Regions from separate parts of the Mus musculus genome. Here region 1 is linked to region 2. Evidence: chromatin contacts called from public promoter capture Hi-C data. All regions are on one chromosome and are shown on one strand. The core of a region is the stretch at or near the end of the contact, and the rest is flanking DNA. Distances in the headings are between cores, read along the strand shown.

Evidence for each region. Promoter capture Hi-C pulls out the DNA fragments that hold promoters and counts their contacts.
Region 1: a promoter capture Hi-C map of liver shows a contact between it and region 2, with 2.1 times the contacts expected there. The contact joins the promoter of Mis18a here to the enhancer-like site in region 2. A contact is called at or near these places in 10 of 39 promoter capture datasets (the 3T3-L1 cell line, 3T3-L1-derived adipocytes, the C10 cell line and 5 more) and 6 of 484 Hi-C or Micro-C datasets (the G1E-ER4 cell line, the N1E-115 cell line, brown adipocytes and 1 more).

What each region holds. Positions count from the first base shown.
Region 1 is chr16:90,724,502-90,728,758 of GRCm38.p6, reverse strand. It overlaps Mis18a (MIS18 kinetochore protein A), which reads left to right and starts at 1,388. Exons shown (of 5, transcript NM_025642.1): 1 at 1,388-1,733; 2 at 2,400-2,466. The coding sequence starts at 1,487. It overlaps Gm17518 (a long non-coding RNA gene), which reads right to left and starts at 1,339. Exons shown (of 2, transcript XR_876238.3): 1 at 1,088-1,339; 2 at 1-439.
Region 2 is chr16:90,195,622-90,199,733 of GRCm38.p6, reverse strand. Gm35714 (a long non-coding RNA gene) reads left to right here. Exons shown (of 3, transcript XR_003951898.1): 2 at 1,686-1,844; 3 at 1,937-2,421. Among named protein-coding and RNA genes, the nearest start is that of Gm35714, 6.1 kb to the left of the region's middle. Within about 2 kb of position 2,808, at least 40 of the 459 cell types and tissues checked have an H3K27ac peak or open chromatin away from gene starts, as enhancers often do. A contact at or near this core is called in liver, where this site is marked.

The sequences.
Region 1 (4,257 bases), core at 139-2,638, 530 kb before region 2:
TTACCTTGAGTCCCCTCCGTGGTCATTTACTCCCCTCCCTTGTATGTGGCCATATCCTTCTGACTATTAGTTAAATACTTTAATGTGTACAAACAGATTCCCCAGCTTATAACCAAAATGCTAAGAGTATGGCCAGGTAGCATCAGGGTCTACAGCAGGGTCCCACTGCTTTGCTGTAATCTGCCTATTGGTGTACCTTCCAGTGTATTTGCAAAGTCTGTTGGTTTATGGTATTCTTTGCTCCGTTCCGTCTTGGCACACCTCAAGCAGGACCACAGGATTCCTGGCGGTTAAAGGTCGATACGCCTCAGGGACTTGTTGAAATAGGTTCCAAAAGGAGTCATTTCTTTGCCTCTGGGCTGGGCTGTTATCCTAGCATGTGGGAGGCTGAAGCAGGAGGATCACTGTGGGTGAGCTACATAATGAATTCCTGGGCAGCCTGGACAAAAAAAAAAAAAAAAAGATTCAAAAAACAGAAAGTCAAAATCATATTCAGAGAAGGCAAAATAGCCTTTCTAGTTTCCAGCCTGGTACCACCTCGGTCAGGTCAACGACTTAGGATTTGAAACTTTTTGCTAGTGGCCAGAGATACGAAAATAGGTGGTAAGTGTGATGTAGTTTAGTGAAGCGAACTGGGTAGTGTGACTGGGGGGGGGGGGGGGGGGGAGGGGGATATGGTGGTCTTTGCGTGTTGTTTCTTACTGATGCATCCAGGCTGTTCGTGGTGGCGCGCCTTCCCTCTAGCCTGTGGTCTTTGAAATCAAAAGCTGACTTTCTTTAGACTGACCGTCCTTCCCGCCCTGGAGTAGGGTGAACCATACTCTGACCCAGACACACGCCCACTCTGTAGCCACAGCGATGCTGTCCCCTCCAGCTTCTCATATTTTTTCCTTGCAGTGCTAGTCTCAGTAACGCTGGGTCCTTGAGGCAGGGGGCGTCTTTGGCTCGCCACAGACCCCTGTTTTTTTCTAGATGTAGGAAAGCGGGTCTCCGGGAGCAGACGGGCTAGAATCAGAGATGTGACTTGCAGTACACCGCTTGGAATTCCTGGGTCCACTTTCGGCTCCGTGAAGATGGGTCTGCTTACCCAGCACGGGCATGCCCGCTAACAGTGTGGAGGAACTAGGTGAGCTGCTACTCATTTAATTCGAAGCCTTCAACTTTCTCAGCAGCGGCGGAAGGAGCTGAAATGCCCGCAGATAGCACCCCAGCACCCCAGTTCACCAGCTTTCGCTCAGGAAGACCGCAGGACGCAAGCGCAGTGAGCGCGGCTCGCGCGCCGGTCAGATGGCGAGCATGCGCCTTCGATGCAGTCGGGCCCTTCTTCAGGTCCCACCCCTTCGGGCGGTGCCCCGCCTCTTGCACCTTGCGCATGCGCAGAGGTATTATTCCCGTGAGGTTCCGGGGCGCGGCAAATTCGTATGTCATGGCTGCTTCCTGGTCTCTGGGATGTTCCTTGACCGCTTGTGGTTAAAACCGCCTGGCTATGTCGAGCGAGTCCCCCCTGCTGGAGAAGCGTCTGTCGGAAGACTCGAGCCGCTACCTGCGGCTGCAGAAGTGGGCAAACATGTCGAGCGCAGACGCGTTAGGGCTAGAGAAGGAACGGCCTGAGGAGAAGGCGGCCGCGGCGGAGAACCCGCTGGTGTTCCTTTGTGCCCGCTGTCGCCGGCCACTGGGCGACTCGCTCACCTGGGTGGCCAGCCAGGAGGACACCAACTGCATCCTGTTGCGCAGTCAGTTCGGGCCGCCCTCCTGCGTCGGGGTTTCCTGGGGCTGCGGGGGCTGGGGTGGGGACGAGAGCTGTCCCAGCAAACCGCAGGAGAGGCGTCCCTGTGGGTGGCTCACGAGTGACAAGTTTTTTCCTGGGTCTTCCATGCCCCCCAAGGGCAGCGGTTGAGCGTCATCCTGACGTTTTAGGAAGGTGCTTCCTTCAGGGGAGTGTTTTCACATCTGACGGACTCTGTCAGCTGCTTTGGGGACTTAGCTTAGTGTCCTTGGGCAGTCTGTTCAACTGCTTGTGCCTCAAGTTTCTCGTCTCCAAAACGAGGGATAATGATGGGATAACGGGGACGATTAAATAAGTGTATGGTATATGGCCACAGAGTAGGCGATGTCTTTACTGGGTGAGTCCCAATGCTCTTCGCTGGGTCATTTTGTTTATCTCTTAACCCCACTGGTTTTCAGAAAAGGATGTGAAGTAATCCTTGTTCCACCTCTTCTCCCAGAAGGCCCCCATCCCTTTAGTGCTGAACCACGGGAGTACCCCACTTCCCACCAGTCTTTGGGCTCTTTTTTTCCCCTAGTCCTCTAAAATACAAGTTAAAGTTGAGTTAAAAGTTCCTGTCTGCAGGTGTGTAACAACAAACCACACTAACAAAGTGTTGCGACTCTCTTTCCAGGCGTCTCCTGTAACGTCTCTGTGGATAAGGAACCGAAACTGTCCAAGTGCAGAGATGAAGACGGTTGGTAAGTAAGATATTTATGTGAATATGTGAGAGAAAATTTTATTTTATTTATTTATTTTTGGTTTTTCGAGACAGGGTTTCTCTGTATAGCCCTGCCTGTCCTGGAACTCACTTTGTAGACCAGGCTGGCCTCGAACTCAGAAATCAGCCTGCCTCTGCCTCCCGAGTGCTGGGATTAAAGGCGTGCGCCACCACGCCCGGCTGAAAACTTTAATTTTAAGGAAAAATCTTCTACCGACCGTTCTGTGAGATTGCTTGAGATATAACTTTTCATGGTAATTGAATGCATTGAAAAGAAGAAAGGATCCATTATTTGATGGTGATAGCCCCTTAAGATCGGAAAGTGGGAGTTTCTAAGATTCTGAAAGTGTATTTAACACTGATTTTTAGGGCTCTGAGTTTGGTGCCAAAGAAAATGGAAAGTAAAGCAGAAAATATCTATCTTAAAATCTCCAAGTTGAAAGTGTCCTATTCCTGTCCCAGTGCTGCCTGTCTCTTCCTTGTACTGGCAGACAGAAAATACTAATACAGAGCCCACACCCACAGCTGACTGGGCTACGCAGACAGGCCATCTGTGGCTGTAAGTCACTAGTCCCAGGTTCCATGTGCTGGGGCCGAGGGGACAGATAACTTGTCACGGCTGACTACTAACTAGTGTTGGCAAGTGCTGTCCTCAGCAGACTGAGTAGAAAGCTCTGCCTTTTATGTTTGCTACCCCAGAGAGGAGCCGTGTCTTGCTGAGGTGTAGAAACTAGTTCAGGTAGTACCTCAATCAGAGAATCAAGAGGTGGGACTGACTTGAAGGTTTTAATAATGGTTTTAGTAATATTCGAATATAAGTGTTATAGAAACTGGCAGGGAAATTGCATTGACATTGATAAAGATGATATGGGTGTGACAGATTATGTTGTTGGCAAGTAGCTGATTTCAAGCTTGGAAATCTCAATTTCATATATTTTTAAATTTATTATTTTCTATGTATGAGTATTTTGCAAGTATGTATGTATGTTCACCATGTGTGTGCCTGGTGCCTAGGAAGGTCAGAAGAGGGCATTGGATCCTCTGGAACTGGGAGTTACAGACAGTTGTGAGCTGCACTGTGGGTACTGGGAGTTGAACTTGGCTCTCTCTCTACAAGAGCAGCCAGTGCTCTTAACCATTGAGCCATCTCTCCAAATCTCAACTTTAGGTGATATTTTATTTTGTGGCCAAAGGCTACGAGCCCAAGGAATTAGCTTCCCCTCGGCTAGAGCACTGATTACAGTAAGTCTTACAGGGATCGGGGCATTGCCTTCCTCCCTCTGAGGTGTTCTGCTTCCCGTCTTGAGTCTTTTAATGTCAGCTCCTTTTCCATGTGTGTCAGGTCTGTGTAGCAGGTCCACTCTTCTGCACTGACTGTGTTCCCACTGACCAGGCTTCAGATTGGTAGAGATTTGAGAAGGAGCCGCCTTTCCCTGTCAGTGATCTGGGGTTACTTGAGCTCTTTGCTTGCATGGCCTCAACCCGTTGTTTGTATTGCCTTAAATTGTCTTGGGTTTGTTTCACCAGGGCCCTGTGAAATACTGTGTTGCTTTGGGATGCTTTTACGTTTTTCAGAAGGTCCTTTCTACTGAACATCTGGCTAAGTCATTATAGTGGTCAACGAAGGCATGGGATGGGCTTCAGAAGCCGCCTATAGAGCTAGCAGTACTATCTCTGTTTTCCTGATTTCTGTCCTTTACCGAGGAGGGTCTTACAATTGAGCCAGTTCTTGTTTAAAGCTGCTTTATAGTGCCTCGTGTTGCTTCTCAAG
Region 2 (4,112 bases), core at 1,559-4,058:
TGTGTTTAGGTTCAATGTGTTTAAATACTGCTTTGGCCCCTAATTTAGAGATGTCATCAATGCTTCTCACACATACATATATCATACATACACACACACACACACACACACACACACACACACACACAAAGTCACCCAAAGCTCTGACAGTGACCTTGGCTGTCACTCAGAGTGTGCTGGCTGGCAGAGAGGGGACTCACCTCCAGCAAGCACCAGTGGTGGTCGCGCTGGGCTAGGGCACACTATGAGTAGGGGGAATGAACTGAGAGGCACGTGGTTTCCCTCTGCATGACCACGGCAGTGAATCTCAGCTCTCCAGCGGAGTTAGCTTCCCTGAGTGGTTATGTAACCTGTTACACAACAGTCGCTACAATGTACAACTGCCTCTTGCCGCAAGAGATGGTTAGAAGACTGCGCCCCAGGTCCTGCAAGTTTCCATCCTCCATTCTGAAACCTGAGGCCACCACGGCTTTGTTCTGTACAGAGGAGAACTTGTAGTTTATGCAGCAGTCCCCTTGTGTCAGGAGTCTTTGCGCCTGGCTCTGCACACATCATTGCATTTGACCCTCAGTCTCCCCTGAAAGGCTGTGCGTGCGTGTATGCGTGTGTGCGTGTGCAGACACGAGCGTGTACAGAGGCATATGTATCAAGGAGCACATGTGGAGGGCAGAAGAAAGCTTTCAGGAGTCACTTCCCCATTTCACAATTGATTTCAGGGATCAGACTGAGGAATTAGTCTCAAGTGGCAAATGCTTTTCTCTGTGTCTACCCAGTGGTGGAGGAGAAAGATTCCCATCACCACTTCCAGGGCTGGGGAGACTGAGGCTCCAACTCACGAAGTGTGTGCCTAAGGTCGGACACCTAGAACTCAGGCTCTGTCTGCTGAGGAGACTCGTGGAGCCTTTTTCAGGAGACTGAAAATGCTATTTTTAGGTCGTGATAACACTGTAGCTTCTTCCTCTTCCTCATATCTTCCCTCTTCTTTTTTTTTTTTTTTTCCTTTGGGTTTTTTTTTGGGGGGGTGAGAGATAATTTTGTAATTATATTTATGTACAGAGAACTTAGTGTGCGTTTAACCCAGTTTAGTGGCGAATTCTTTAGCCTTTGCCTTTTCCACTTGGCAATGCGAGCCACAGACTTAGAACCCAGGATGTTGCCTCCCCAGTGGCAGCAGATCTCATCCTATCTGTCATTGTAATTGGTCTTAATAGCTTCCACCATCTTAGCCAGAGCACCCTTGTCTTCCGAGTTAACCTGTGTGAAGGCAACAGTGGTGCGTGTCTTCCTGTGGACCAGATGCCCCAGCCTGGCCTTTCCCTTGATGATGCAGTAGGGCATCTGTCCAGGGCCTGGGGGAACTGGTTAATGGCAGGAGGTACTTTGAGTCGCTTATAGAGGATGGCTCTTTGCCGCTGCAGCCTGATGTAGCGGGGCCATTTGGTGAAGCGTGTTGGATCTCTTTTGGGCTGGATATCCTGTCTAAGTTCTTGGGCCTTTTCTCAAACAAAGGATTGACCACCTCTTCTGTTTCCTCACGATGGGGGGTGGGGATCACCTTCTTCCCCTTGGCCTTCTTCCCCTTGGGCATCTTGCTTGGCTGGAGGAGAGGGAGTTTGTTTGTTTGTTTGAATTGTTGTCTCATGTAGCCCAGGCTGGCCTCAAACTGTTGATCCTCCTACCTCCAGCTCCAAGGGCTAGAACTGCTGGTGTGTGCCGTCACGCTGGGCCTTTTCCTCTTGTGTATCGCATGGCAAACCACAGAGCTTGGTTACAGACACACAGATCATGACTAACGCAGCTCCAGTCACCTACCCCACACCCTAAGTCGAATGCTGCTCTGCCCTGTAAGTATCCTCCGCTCCACCCTCCACCGTACAGTCTGGGGCCTGGTTGAGGGCTGAGTCTCCCTTCTCAATCTTCTCCGTTCTCCCAACAGCACCACCCTCTGGTGACCAGGCTGCTAACACAGGCGTCTTTGGGAGGCGGTCCAGAGCCCAGCGATTTTCCCTGGAAGATTAGAGGCGAACTGAAATCTTAAAGGGGCAGAGGGTAGGCTCAGAACTAGGGAGAAGAGAAACGTGCCAGGTCCTCCTTGAGGTCAGTCCAGGTTGGGGCAAAAGCGCACCACTGCCAGTTCCTCCAACCCTCCACACGGCCCCAGCGTTTCCTCCGATCTCCGCCCCGCCCACCTCCGCCCCGCCCCCGCTCCTGCTCCTCCAGATGATAAGCCTTGGCTTCCTTCCTGTTGAACTTTGCCCTAGTGGTGGTGCGGTCCTTTCCCACTACCAATATAGCAAAGATAAGAAAGTGAGTACAGGGGTGAGCCCACACCGACTGCACAGGCTGCAAGCCGAGTGAGGTTCCCTCACTCTGAATGCAGCTTGACACCACAGTTGGGTTGGCTTTTCAGACTCCCCCCAACCCCCCCCCCCCCAACCCCGAACTTGCCCTAGGTGTCCTCTGTGCAATCAGTCAGGAACAGGACTGGAACCAGCAATCAATGGGCTCCAACCAGCACTTTGCTTCTACATGGACAGCACAGAGAAAAACTCCAGACGTGACTTCTCTGTCCTTGGAACTTACTGCATTTCTGTCTTCATAAAGTTCACCTATGTGTCCCCTGTGCCTTGTCTTCCCCTTCTGGGATGTTCACATTCTATTTCCCAGTCATGTTTTGTAGTCAAATTGGATTTCCCTTTCTGTGGGCACAGAAACTCACATAAATCCAATGTGATGGCCCGCAGGGCACACACTTACAACAGTGGGTTGCAGAGAGAGTAGATTGTGCAATAAAGAATTCTAAACCTTTGTCCTCAGCTCCTGGGAAACCATATCTCGACTCTTGGGATGACCTGTCTGATAAGAGTGCTGTTAGCTGTACGCCCTTGCGTAATGCCCTATAGTCTAATTTATGGTGAGAGATTTGGACAAGAAATATCAGCCTGACCCCGGAAGTGATTAAAAACTGAGGAGACCAACCGATGGGTCAGCTGCCATGTCCATAAGACTCAACTGTGGCACACTTCTGCCCTGTGCCCTGTCACACTCACTCACACTGTAGCACACTCCTGCCCTGTCACACTCACTCACACTGTGGCATACTCCTGCCCTGAGACTGTCACACTCACAGTCACACTGTGGCACACTCCTGCCCTGTACTCTGTCACACTCACAGTCACACTGTGGCACACTCCTGTCCTGAGACTGTCACACTCACAGTCACACTGTGGCACACTCCTGTCCTGAGACTGTCACACTCACAGTCATACTGTGGTACACTTCTACCCTGTGCTCTGTCACACTCACACTGTGGCACACTCCTGCCCTGCACTCTGTCACACTCACAGTCACACATTTTTTCCAAAAACATTCAATATCACCTAAGACTTCGCTGGTTAAGGACGCAGGGAAGCTTTGCATATGAAACTGTTTTTCCCTCCTTGGATGCTGTCAATCTTTGTCCTTTTGTTTTTTAAAAAAATCATAACTGTAAATATAATTGCTGCCATGTCGTGAACTACTGAATGTAGAAGTAGTAGTGAAACCCTGGCCCTTACTGTCATGAGACATGAGAGAGATCTTGGGAACCAGTGCCCAAAGTCTTTAGTCTTGGGCTAGGACTCTGAACATGTGACTCTAGTCTTGGATTTTCCACTTTCCAGGTAAGCCTTTTGCTCTCTCTGAATCTCCTCATTTCCTCCTTACTGGGAAGACATTATCTGTGTGCCTCCAGGAAGAGGTGCTGTGGGGACTGAGACAGAAGTGGCCAGCTCCATGCAGATGCCATGGTTCAGCACAAGTGTACTGCTTGCCCACTTATGTAGAGGCACATTTGATGACTGTGGCCATGAAGAGCCCATTCCTGTAAGCTGACTAACCACTTCTCTTGTCTGGGGGGAAGAAAAGGAATTGAATATTCCCTGAAGAATAATACTCAAAGCCCAAAAAAAGCCCCTTGTTGGAATTAAGGCCTCTGGGGGCATTTTCACGGTGAATGCCAGCTCTGCACATACGAGAAAACCCCCGAGGTTAGATCAGTTACACTGCACTTGTTGTCCAGCAGAACGGTAATGCCATTGTGTGCTTAGTCTTGAGAATACAAAACAATATGA